2 separate regions of the Ovis aries genome follow, and region 1 is linked to region 2. A link is a contact called in public Hi-C data. All regions are on one chromosome and are shown on one strand. The core of a region is the stretch at or near the end of the contact, and the rest is flanking DNA. Distances in the headings are between cores, read along the strand shown. Region 1 holds the start of TECTA (tectorin alpha). Region 2 overlaps GRIK4 (glutamate ionotropic receptor kainate type subunit 4).

Region 1 (5,679 bases), core at 168-2,667, 160 kb after region 2:
TGACATTTTTCATAAATACAAATATTTAAATGAATCCTCCTTCCTGCTCTCTGAACTCTTTCCCTAAGGACTTCAGTCTTAAACCTGCCTGACATCTCCTTCTGCTAAAAACTGTGTGTGATCTCTGCTGAAGTCTTAGTCACGTTTTCAGCAAAACTGACGAATATTTATGGTGTGCTTGAGATTTCAATGCGTGTGCTTGACAGCTGAAGATTTACAATAAAACTCGCAGAGGAGGTTCACTGATTTTTCCTTGGAAGTTTGGCTGATGAATTGTGATAGCTTCCAATAATAGGGAAGGGTTTTATTTTTAAGAATGCTGCCGGGAGCAAGCTTCAGGGTTTCCTCTACACTCGCTTCGGTTCCAGGTGTATGTATAACTGGGAGCTTGCATTTTAGCTCTACAGAGCGGCACAGACTGTCCAAGGGTAAAGCCACCGGTTCAACGGATTGTAACTAAAATGAAAACAAGTTCGCTTCTGTGATGTTCTTTCTCTAACTAATTTGCCACGACTAATGACTTGCTTTTGTACTGGATTCTATTTTTATCGTAATTTCAAAGAGCCATCCTGACATGATTCTTTTTTTGTTATGTGTCTATTATTTATTTCGCATTTGGATGGTCAGTGGACAAGAGTCTTATACTGCCCGCGACTCTGGTCAGCACTTCAAAATGATGGACTGGCTCCATACTTTAGAGAAGGGGATGCGTGTGCACGCTTAGCTGTGTCCAGTTCTTTGCGACCCCATGGACTGCAGCTCTCCAGGCGCCTCTGTCCATGGAATTTTCCAGGCAAGAATACTGGAATGGGTTGCCATTTTCTCCTCCAGGGGATCTTCCCAACGCAGGGGTCGAACCCGAGTCTGCGGCGTCTCTTGCATTGGCAGGTGGACCCTTTACCACTGAGCCGCCCTTCGAGGAGGGGACAGCAAACTCTAAATCCTCCTGCCTGTAGGACCACCTGTGCTTTAACTGGCTTTTATTGGATCTTGAATGAAAGCTGTTGTGATAATGAGATAGCCTGGTCTCACAGAGGATGGATGTCTGTTCTAGAGACCCACCAGGCATCTTTAGAGTGAGGTGCTGGTTTTCAGGGTTCTAGTAGCTGGAGCGGAGATGCCTTTCCTTACTGGTTGTTTGCTCATTGATTCTATATAATTTCCTGACAATTTAAGTGATTCATTACACTTCCAAACTGCTTCTCATTGGGGAATCTAATTTGTCCACAAAGTATTGAACTGAAGAGGCCCTGCCAGCATCCAGGGCACTTCAGCCTAACTCAGAACTGTTGCTGCTGTTATGTGAATGCTCTATGACGTTTGTGATGTGTCTTGGGATTTGCCACCAAATGCACCTGGTGTTCTGTTTACTCTGGCAAGCTGGGGATTTTTTTCTTTTTCTTTTTAAAATTCCAGGATGAATTATTCATCATTACTTAGAATTTGGGTCTCTTTCATCTTCGCACTTGTATGGCACCAAGGTGAGTACTACAAAATTCCATAAAGCTCGTGATTAGCACTCTCTTGAATTTATAAAGAGACGCTTTTGTTGGAGCCATAATTGTCAGGGCAGGTGTACATGTGTCTACTGTTACAACAAGAAAAATGTAAACTAAATTCTCTTGTCAAGGGCAAAATATATTAACTTTGAATGATGTTCACTTACATCCCTACTTTTTCTTATTTTACTTGGAACACAATTTGCTTATACCAGGTTGCCCCATGTAAATGGAGTTGGTCTTTAAGATAATGCAAATTATTTTCATTAAAAGTATATAGGGTTGGTGCATGTGCAACCTGTCCCTGATGACTGATTCCAAGGAAGGCATTGAACTGGTGGCACAAACTTTAAAAAAAAAAAAAAAACACTTATTTAAGCCAAAATCAGAAAAGTTCAATGACATTAATGTCAGTGACTTGAGTCTCAGTGACCATTTACCATGGCCAAAAATCTAAAACTGCAAGTGAAATAAGAAAATTATTCCCCTCCGTGATTTCTCTTTTTTCTCTATGTAGCATTGCCTGGAGTAGGTAAAAGCTTGCATGGATTTCTTTCTACAGTTTTTGAATTTTAAACAAGAAACGTAGGAAAGTTTATATTGATTTGAAATGTTCCTGACTAAAATTCTAGAGCGTCTGTCTTGGTTTTGTTTGTTTAGTTGAACGGACACATGACCACAAGTCTGAGGGAACAGGTGTATGAGGCGTGTGGAGCCCTACCATTTTTCTAGGGTTGGATAAACTTAAGCAGCTATATCGGGCAGGCCATGGTGTGAAACCCCACAATAATGAGTCCCTCTGCCCCTCACCCACTACTGCACTAAGAAAGTATGTCTTATTTGTTGGGGGAAAAAATCTCCTGGAAACATAGTTATGTTTACTGTAAATTCCCTGCTTAAGATCAGCACAAATAAGGAGTTTTCTTTTATTAACTCTGATGCTATCAATAAGCCATGCTGTTAACAAGTCATATTTTTATAATGGTAATGACTTTAAAGTGGAAATTACTGTAGTTTAAACCTACTCTCTTTTATCTTTTATTAAACATCTTTTTTTTTCATTCAACAAGTATTTGCTACGTACTTGCAATATTAGATATCCTGAATCTTTGTATTCTTATATTGAAAAATGTTAATTGTCCATTCTTTTCCTGTCTAAAATCATGAACTATTTAGGATCACTCATGAAGAAAGGACTCTTGCAAATTTGCATTGCCTTTGGAGCAGAGAGAGAAGTTAGAGACAGTCTCTCTGACCATAGTTTTCCGTCTCCTCCAAGAGGGATGAGGAGTTTCCATTTCCTTGGCAGCTCAGCCAGTGCTGCCCTGAATACAAATTACTCTTTCCATTCAAATGATTGCAATTCAGTGTGAATCAGGCCTTTATTTACACTTGGGTGTCACTCCTAAAAAGTTCCCCATGAAGGATAAATCCATAGCAAGATTTGATTTATTATTATTATTAATTTGAGAAAGCTCATTACCCTTCAAATTTAATAAGTACCTATATAGAATTCTATGATAAGGATCACAAAGAAATTTTTAAAAAATTCCTCCCTTCTAAGAATTTGGAGTTTGTTACGTCTATGTAATTATGACTGTTAGAAAAGAATCCTTTCTTGTCTACTGATTGTGACACTAAATAAAGCACGTGGGCTGAGAGCTCCTGTGATGAAATTAATTATAGCACCTCTGAAAGCTCCTTCCTTTGGCTGGCTTTGCAGCGACTTCTGCAGGCTGGTGTTCACTAAAGACCAGACTCCTTTCCCCGCTTTCCTCTTATATTAATCCTTGGCAACAGAGGTGCTCTTCCTCCAGGCAGACGTCCTGGAATTCCCTTCTTCAGGAGGAGAAAAGCTGGGGCCTGGCCTTGCTGAGTGGCTTTCTGGTCACTCTGTCTCTCTCTTCCGTGAACTGCTGTCTGCCCACGAAAAGACTCCCAGAGGAGCAGGGCAACCATTGGCCATTTGCTCTTTAGCCTATCGACTCTATCAACACAGAGCAGAGACTTTTCCAAGGAGGGCCCCCCTCCACCCAACCTGAGGATGGGTGTCAGCCTCTGGATTGTGGCAATCAGGTACCCCATGAACTGTCAGCAGAAACCCCAAATGGATGCACTGCTGTCCCTGGAAACTAACACACAGTTTTAGAACATGGAGGAAAAGATGGTATCCTATTGCTCTATTTCCATCCAGGCAGAGAAAAAGTATTAGTGGAATGTAATTAATTAATGTAATGTAATCCCAAATGTAGATTAGTTCATACAAGCCATCGGACCTGATCGTTGGTAATGAAGACTCTAGAGAAGCTGTCTCATTTCAATGAACTGGGCCACCCTTTGCAAGAGTTTGGATGAGAAATTTGAGAAATAAGCCAAGTTGCCAGGAGAGGTGGTGACAGGGTTGCAGGAGGTGAGGTGTATGTGTCTGCGTGATGACTCTCACCTTTGACCAGGGTGATAAGTCAGATTCCCCAGCCTCCTCTCCAAAGAACTCACAGAAGCCCAACCTCCTGTGCCCCAGAGTATCCTGTGTCTGGCTTTGTAAACAGGAGCCGGGCAGGGAGCCTTCTCACGGGGCTGGAGCTCAATCAAGGTCATTCACGGGCCACTTACTACAAACCCTCTCCTCCCACCCTTGTCCCAGATCCAACTATTGTCTGTTTCCTCTGGGATCTGCTATCTTCTCCTATTGTGCAGTGGGAAGAAGGGGACTCCTTTCAGGAAAAGTCTTGATAGTAGAATTCTTGAGCTAGGAGAGAATTTCAGAGCCACCGGCCACATTCTCTGTACTCTGCCTTCTGATCAAGGATCAAGCTGGCTAAGCCCCGCCAGACCCAGGGGCCCCTCTCAGTGCTCTGAGAGCTCCAGGCAGGGTCAATTTCACAACCTTCCAGCCAATGATAACCATTGCTGTCTCCTAAATGTATGAAAATATAGAGTGAAGCAGGAAGTGATTTCTCTTAAGGAGAAACATCATCACTTCCATGCTCCTCTTTCCGGAGGCAGAAGATCACGCACTGTGTCCAGCTGAGGTTTAGGATAAATAAAAAGCCCACCTGATGTCTGTGCCATTTGTAACTTACTGGAAGAAGGTGGCTCTAGTGGATGGGAAGGAAGCAGCTTGCCTAGTGGAGGAGAGATCTGCTGTCTACCTAACCACCCTCTCTCTTGACAGTTCAGCCCAGGGAACTCATGTATCCATTTTGGCAGAATGACACCAAGACCCCTAAAGTGGACGATGGAAGCTCATCTGAGATTAAGCTAGCCATTCCTGTCTTCTTCTTCGGTGTTCCTTACCGTACTGTCTATGTAAGTGAGAAACAACTTGGCTGTTCCTCTACGGCTCTCCCCACCTTGTTTGTCATTAAGGAAAAGTATTTTAAATACCTTTTTCCAGGGCTCTGGGAATGGAGGATTTATTGGCAGCCCAGATGACGAGTTCTGAGATTTCATGAGCTGATAGCTTTTATGATTAAGGAAGTCAAAGGTATATTTAATGGCTAATGTTCATAGTAGAGGAGTATACAGGGCAATAAATTGCTTTTGTGGGTGATTAAACACCGAAGAGAAGCAGAGGCCCCAATGCCAGGAACATTATTTCTGCCACTAGACAAGATAAAAAGATACAGTGAACCACCAATAGGAATAATCTCATTTTTCTTTCCTTCTGGGGGTGTGAAGAGTTTAGGCATCTGCTCTTCTTAGACTTCCTACCAATTTGGAGCAGAGTCAGAGCAGAGAAGAGGGGTAATCAACTATTATTTACACGTTGTTTGCAGAATCAGCCACCCTCGAAGGGTCTGAGATCCGCCATAGGGTCTCATTGTCAAAACTGCATAAAGAAATGGTATCATTTGCTGTCAGAGCTCTTCTGGACCTGTGTTCTCAGGTTATTTTTTTTATTTTTTACCATTGGAATTGCTGCTAGTGAGACTACTGCACATTGACGAAAAGGTTCAGAGCAATCAAACCTGTCTTTATCTTTGGCCTTAAAGAATTGAATGAAGAAAATGAAGATTATATTACATTCCAATTTTTCCTATGTTCTGTCCACTCCAGTACTCTTGCCTGGAGAATCCCATGGATGGAGGAGCCTGGTGGGCTGCAGTCCATGGGGTCGCAAAGAGTCAGACACGACTGAGCGACTTCACGTTCCCTTTTCCCTTTCATGCATTGGAGG
Region 2 (5,831 bases), core at 2,611-5,110:
TCACCAGAAAGAATAGGCCCAAACTGTAGTCAACAGAGACATGTATAAATCAATAAGAGAGTCCCCAAAGAGGATGGTTTGTCGCTCACTCACTCAGTCATGTCCGATTCTTTTCAACCCCATGGACTGCTGCACACCAGGCTTCCCTGTTCCTCACCAACTCCCAGAGCTTGCTCAAACTAATGTCCATTGAATAGGTAATGCTATCCAACCGTCTCATCCTCTGTCACCCCCTTCTCCTGCCTTCAATCTTTCCCAACATCAGGGTCTTTTCCAATGAGTCAGTTCTTCACATCAGGTGGCCAAAGCACTGGGGTTTCCGCTTTAGCATCAGTCCTTCCAATGAATATTCAGGGTTAATTTCCTTTAGGATTGACTGGGTTGATCTCCTTGCTGTCCAAGGGACTCTCAAGAGTCTTAAATGATGATGGGTATGAATAAATAATGTTTAGAGCACTTTAAGGGGGCGAGACTGAGTAGGCTGGGATTCTGTTGGCATTGGGGAGAAGGCGCAGGATTAATTAGGGAGTTTATTGAAGCAAATTGTAAAGATACAACGGAGAGGAAGATGCGATACAGCTGCTGTTTGAAAGAAGGAGAGCATGGTATCCCTATGGCACAGCTTGACAAATGAGCTCCAGAGAAATTGAAACCATCACCAGTGATGTGAGCATGGCGCTTAACCTCCCTGGGTCCCATTTCTTCCATCTGTCAATATGGAGAACTGAGTACTGAAATCCAAAGAACACAGTGAAGCATTCTGAGATCTGAAGAAAAGCGTCACCATCATATATCCATGTATCTATTGGGTTAAGGAAAACCTGTTATTAGGAAGAAATGCCAGTGGCATATGACTCCTGATCTACCCCCAGCACCAGGAACTCAGATGTCTGTTGGGAAGGAAGCAAACGAAAGCATCCACATAGAAAAAAAAACGGGAGGCGTTCAGAGCCTTGCAAGTAACATACTTCTCTTTGGCATCATAAAAACAGCTTGGGCTCAGTCCAAGCCTAGTCTGTGCAAGCCCAGACCCACATCTCAAATGACTGCCCATTCCCTGCTTTTCTGGTTGGCGTCAGTCAGTCACACGTGGAATCAGATGTTGCCTTGCCAACGTGACTGATATGTTTCCAGGGGAGCTCTGTTTATGTCTTGATCCTTGTTTGTGTGATGCTCTATGTTTTATAACTTAAGTCTCCAGGAATTTTTCCCATGGCTGTGCATCATTTCTTATCACCCATAACCAAATATGGCAGCTTTAAATAGTGCTGTCATTTTCCTCAATTTCATTCATTGTGATATAATCAGGGATAGATTTCTGACATTGAGCATCTAATGGGGTTTCAGATTCAGAGAGTAACAATGAAAGAATTTTTTTCTCCTGGATATCTCTCAGTTGGGAGACACAGAGTGAAGTAGTCATGAGCGACAGGTGTAGAATTCATGTACATTTGCCCAGAGAAGCTCCAGGGGATAGAAGGACCCCAAGAGAGGCCCAAACTAGTGATTTTCTGCAGCAGGTGTGTAGATGTAATGAGCATCTTCACCCCCTTTTAGACTCATGCTGTCCCTTCCTGCCTCTGCACTGGCTCTTCGGATGATGGTGAAGGCATGGTTAGTCCATGATGGACACAAGAATGACTAACGAGGGACTCCAATTCCGCTGTCTTGCGTCCTTCTTCCTGTTACACAATTTACATAGTGATAGGGCCGTACATACTCAAATGGTCTTCTCCCTGTTTCTCTCCTGTTCCCCTGGTCACTGGGCTTTGTCCTTCAAGCTGTTTTATTTTCCCAGTCACCTGAGTGTTCTCTGCAGCTCAACATGAACACACATGAGGCAGAAAAATTGCAGTTGGTATCAGAGGGCAGTTCCCTGGTCTAAGCCACATTGGGAGAGAAATCCAATTTCAGACAGACCACCCCAGGGGGCACTGTCACACTGATGAAGGACTTCAGGATCCAAGAACCAGTGCCCCACTGGCAGAGGGTAAGCTCTGACTTCTTCACTCTGTACCCTCTGGACTGTGTCCTCAGTGGGAGAATAAAATTATACTCCCAAGTGCTTTGGGAATTTGTCTATTGGCTCACTGGGAAGGGATGGAGAACTCACCAGAAGAGCAGCTGAAAATCAGCCACAATTGGGGTTTGTGCAGATACAACAGGGCCTTGCAGCATTGTCTCCCCTGCTCCTTAGATGCTGCCTTGGGAGCAGCTGTTGTTAGCTGCAGTTTCTCAGCATTATCTCATGGTCTGGCTGTCCCTGGATAACAAAAGCCCAGAAAGCTGATTGAGATTAGCTCAGTATTGGCATAGATAGCTCCCCTTGTAGTGTCTGGGAACCCCAGTACAAAATGACATACCTTGATACTGACAGCAGGTTGTGCCATGACTGATATGTCCTTGAACTTGAAAGTTTACCTGTTCATAGCACTCCTGAGCTTAACACTGATTTTCTATCCTATCCGTGGACCTCGTAGATTCCTGGAATCATAAAGTCATATCATTTTCGATTTAGAATGGTCTTTAGGGAGCATCTGTTCCAGCGGTTTCATAGTAAGTGGAAGAAGCAAGCCTGGTTCAAGGCCAGGGCAGCAGTGGGAGCTGTAGAGTGGGGCCCTGTCTTGAGTGAACAGCCACCACTCAGCTCCAGCTGGTTGAGAATTGGGCCCAATGTGGCCAGATCATCCATTTTTAAAGCCAGAATCTGGATTTTTCTGGAAACATCCTAGTCACTTAATGTTGACAGCTTATCAAAATGAGTAAACACTACAAGTCAACAAGCAAGTGGTCTGTGGGCTGCAGGTCACTAGGGTATCACCTTTGATCTAGATCAGCTCCAGTGGAGTCTGGAGAGGGGTGTGCACTTGCCTGAGACCACACTGCTAAAGACCAGGAGCAGATTCTGAAATTCCTTCCTTCTCGTTCCGTCTCACTTTCCTGCAGAAAATGCCCCCCTGCCTCTGCCAGAGTGTGGTCCCCAGCTTTCTGGCTGGTTCTTGGCTCCATCCTTTGGCTCCCATGACTGCCTGGCCTAGGAACAACCATGTTTTTCTGCAGTATCGTGGGCTGCATCAGATGCCCTGGGCTTTGTGTCAGCAAGCGTGCATTTGAGTCCCAGTTCTTCCACTGATGAGCTGTCTAACTTTGGATACATCTCTCGAATGCCCTAGGGCTTTGATTTCTTTCCGAATACAATGAAAATAAGAATCTGGGCGCTACACAGCATCCAGTTTGAGGTTTACCTGAGAAGGTCTCATTGTATGTGAGATCACCCTGCAAACCAAAAACCAAGCATGCCTATCAAATTAGCATCCTCGTAAGAAAGACGTGAGTGGCAGAGAGGGGGCTACATGTCCTTGGACATCAACAGCTCAAAGGTGCTTCAGAGCCTATCCACGCTGCCCCTGGAGGACATGGGGACGCATATAACGGACACTGAGTGCTGTGCTATTGCCCAGCACAGAGCCTCCTTCATCCTAGGAAGTGATGAGGCCCTGGGCCGTTCTTTAGTTTCATCTACTGAGTTAAGGGCTATGTAGATGTTTCAGAGCAGACCCCTCTACACCTTCGGCCCCTGTGTCATTTAAACCAATCACCCATAACCCAAGGCAGTGCAGTCTGGGCCCATTCCCAGCTCACCAACCCCTCTGCCCTCCCCTGCCCAATGGCTGTGCTAACTGAATGCATACATGAATCTCGTTTCTGTCTCCGTTTCCAGGGACGCAGACCCGGCTATTTCTCCTTCCTGGACCCATTTTCTCCGGGCGTCTGGCTCTTCATGCTTCTAGCCTATCTGGCCGTCAGCTGCGTCCTCTTCCTCGTGGCTCGGTACTGGCTTCTCCCCTTCCCTGTCCTCACACCGCCATCTCGTGTCCACCTCTGGGAACTGCACGGGCAGGGGTGGGAGTAGGAGGGGGCGGCCTTGGTCCCAAACCAGAGGAATGGGAGGCGGGCTCAGGACCCGAGCCACTTGGCCCGGCTGTCAGCTGGGCACTGCCCGTCCATCCATCTATGTGCCCGTCCCCTGATATGCACAACATAGACAGGCGAGCTTGTCCGAATTTGTGCCCCTTGCCTCTTACCCCTCTCATTCCCCAGTCTCCAGCCCCCTGCCTTGGGAGAGAGAGGAGGGGAGGAAGGTGGTGGGAAGATTACTCTGATTAAGTGTTCTGCCTTTGGCTGCCCTGGCATCTGTCCTCGCCAGGACCTGCCACAAAGTGCTGAGTGACAGGAAACAGAGGCTGCAAATCCGGAGTTGGGAACCGGCAGCCTCAGTGACACAGGCAAGGGAGACGGCCTCCTCTGCAGAGGGCCTGGCCCTTCCCCAGCCCGGTCTGTCTGTGAAAACACAGCTGCCTTGTTGAATGGAGACCGTGCAGGGAGGCTGGCAGCAGCAGGGCAGGATGGAGAGCAGTGTTGGCAAGCAGCGCTGAGTTGAGACACATGGTCCAGATCCAGGGTCGGGGAGGACAAGAAACCCATCCCCCATCTCCCTGGACACGAGAGAGTGTCCCTGAGCCCAGGAAGAAGCCAAGGAGCATCCCAAGAGGATGCGCAGAGAGGGTCATTTCTCTCTGAGGCTAAGTTGGGCTTCAGAAGAGCCCACTTACTATCCAGAGGCAGAGCCAGCTCCCGTGGTTCAGGGTCATTCATACAGAGCCCTGCTTCCTGCTCAGAACTCAGCTGATCACCTCAGGGGAGCCAAGACCCACTCAGATTGAGAGTCTAGGGGGCTGACAGTGGCTCTGGTCCAGCTGTCTGCTCTCCTCTGCCTTGGGGCTACAGGGGCAGCGCTGGCCTATTCTGAGGTGAATGGTCCACCTCTATGAGGTGGGGTCTTCCCCAGAAGCACGTTTATTCATTGCTCAAGGGGAGCCTGTGCTCCCTCCAGCTAGAAGATGGAACTCCCAGGAGGGAGGGGATGCGTGTATAATTATGGGTGATTTCCATCACTGGGCTTCCCTGGAGGCTCAAAGGTTAAAGCATCCACCTGGAATGTGGGAGACCTGGTTTCTTCGATCCCTGGGTAGGGAAGATCCCCTGGAGAAGGAAATGGCAACCCACTCCAGTACTCTTGCCTGGAGAATCCCATGGAGGGAGGAGCCTGGTAGGTAGGCTACAGTCCATGGGGTCGCAAAGAGTCGGACACAACTGAGCATCTTCACTCACTCACTCATTCACAGAGGAGACCAGCCTTCCCTGGTGGCTCAGGTGGTAAAGAATCCTCCGCTTGCAATGCATGAGACCCAGGTTCGATCCCTGGGTCGGGAAGATCCCCTGGAAAAGGAAATAGCTACCAACTCCAGTATTCTTGCCTAGAGAATCCCATGAACAGAGAAGCTTGGTGGGCTACGTTGGTGGGCTCTCAAAGCACAACCAAACAACTAACAGACACACACATACACACACACACAGACACACACACACACCAGGAACCAACACAACATTGTAAAGCAATTTCCCCCCAGTTAAAAATGAATTTTAAAAAATGAAAATGGAGCCCCAAGGATCTTCGGAGTACAAACCCCTAGGGCAGTTCCCTACCTGCCCAAGAGGCATGGCATCACCCACTCCATGCCTCTTCCAGTGGAGATCAAAGCCAGGTTCAGGAAGTCGTTCCCGACCCCTGAGACCCAGCCAAAGGGGGAAAGGCCTTGCTTACAACCTGGTCATCATCACAGGGTGCTGCGTGTGCCGCTTGGTGCCACCTACCCTCCTTGGGCCTGTAGCCATGCCCACTGTCAAGAATCTGTTGTCAGTGTCGACTGGCAAGGCGCGGGAGCTGGCACGCCATCTGACACGTCCCCTCTGCACTTCGCTGGGCTGTC

Evidence for each region. Hi-C and Micro-C count contacts between places; a contact is called where the count stands out from the background.
Region 1: a contact with region 2 is called in a Hi-C map of hypothalamus, with 3 times the contacts expected there. The contact joins the promoter of TECTA here to the enhancer-like site in region 2. A contact is called at or near these places in 2 of 16 Hi-C or Micro-C datasets (hypothalamus and liver).

Annotation. Positions count from the first base shown.
Region 1 is chr15:31,450,087-31,455,765 of ARS-UI_Ramb_v3.0, forward strand. TECTA (tectorin alpha) reads left to right here and starts at 1,418. Exons shown (of 23, transcript XM_042232999.2): 1 at 1,418-1,481; 2 at 4,675-4,808. The coding sequence starts at 1,418.
Region 2 is chr15:31,292,216-31,298,046 of ARS-UI_Ramb_v3.0, forward strand. It overlaps GRIK4 (glutamate ionotropic receptor kainate type subunit 4), which reads left to right. Exons shown (of 21, transcript XM_042232998.1): 14 at 3,722-3,831. Among named protein-coding and RNA genes, the nearest start is that of TBCEL, 74 kb to the right of the region's middle. Within about 2 kb of position 3,861, at least 16 of the 54 cell types and tissues checked have an H3K27ac peak or open chromatin away from gene starts, as enhancers often do. A contact at or near this core is called in hypothalamus and liver, where this site is marked.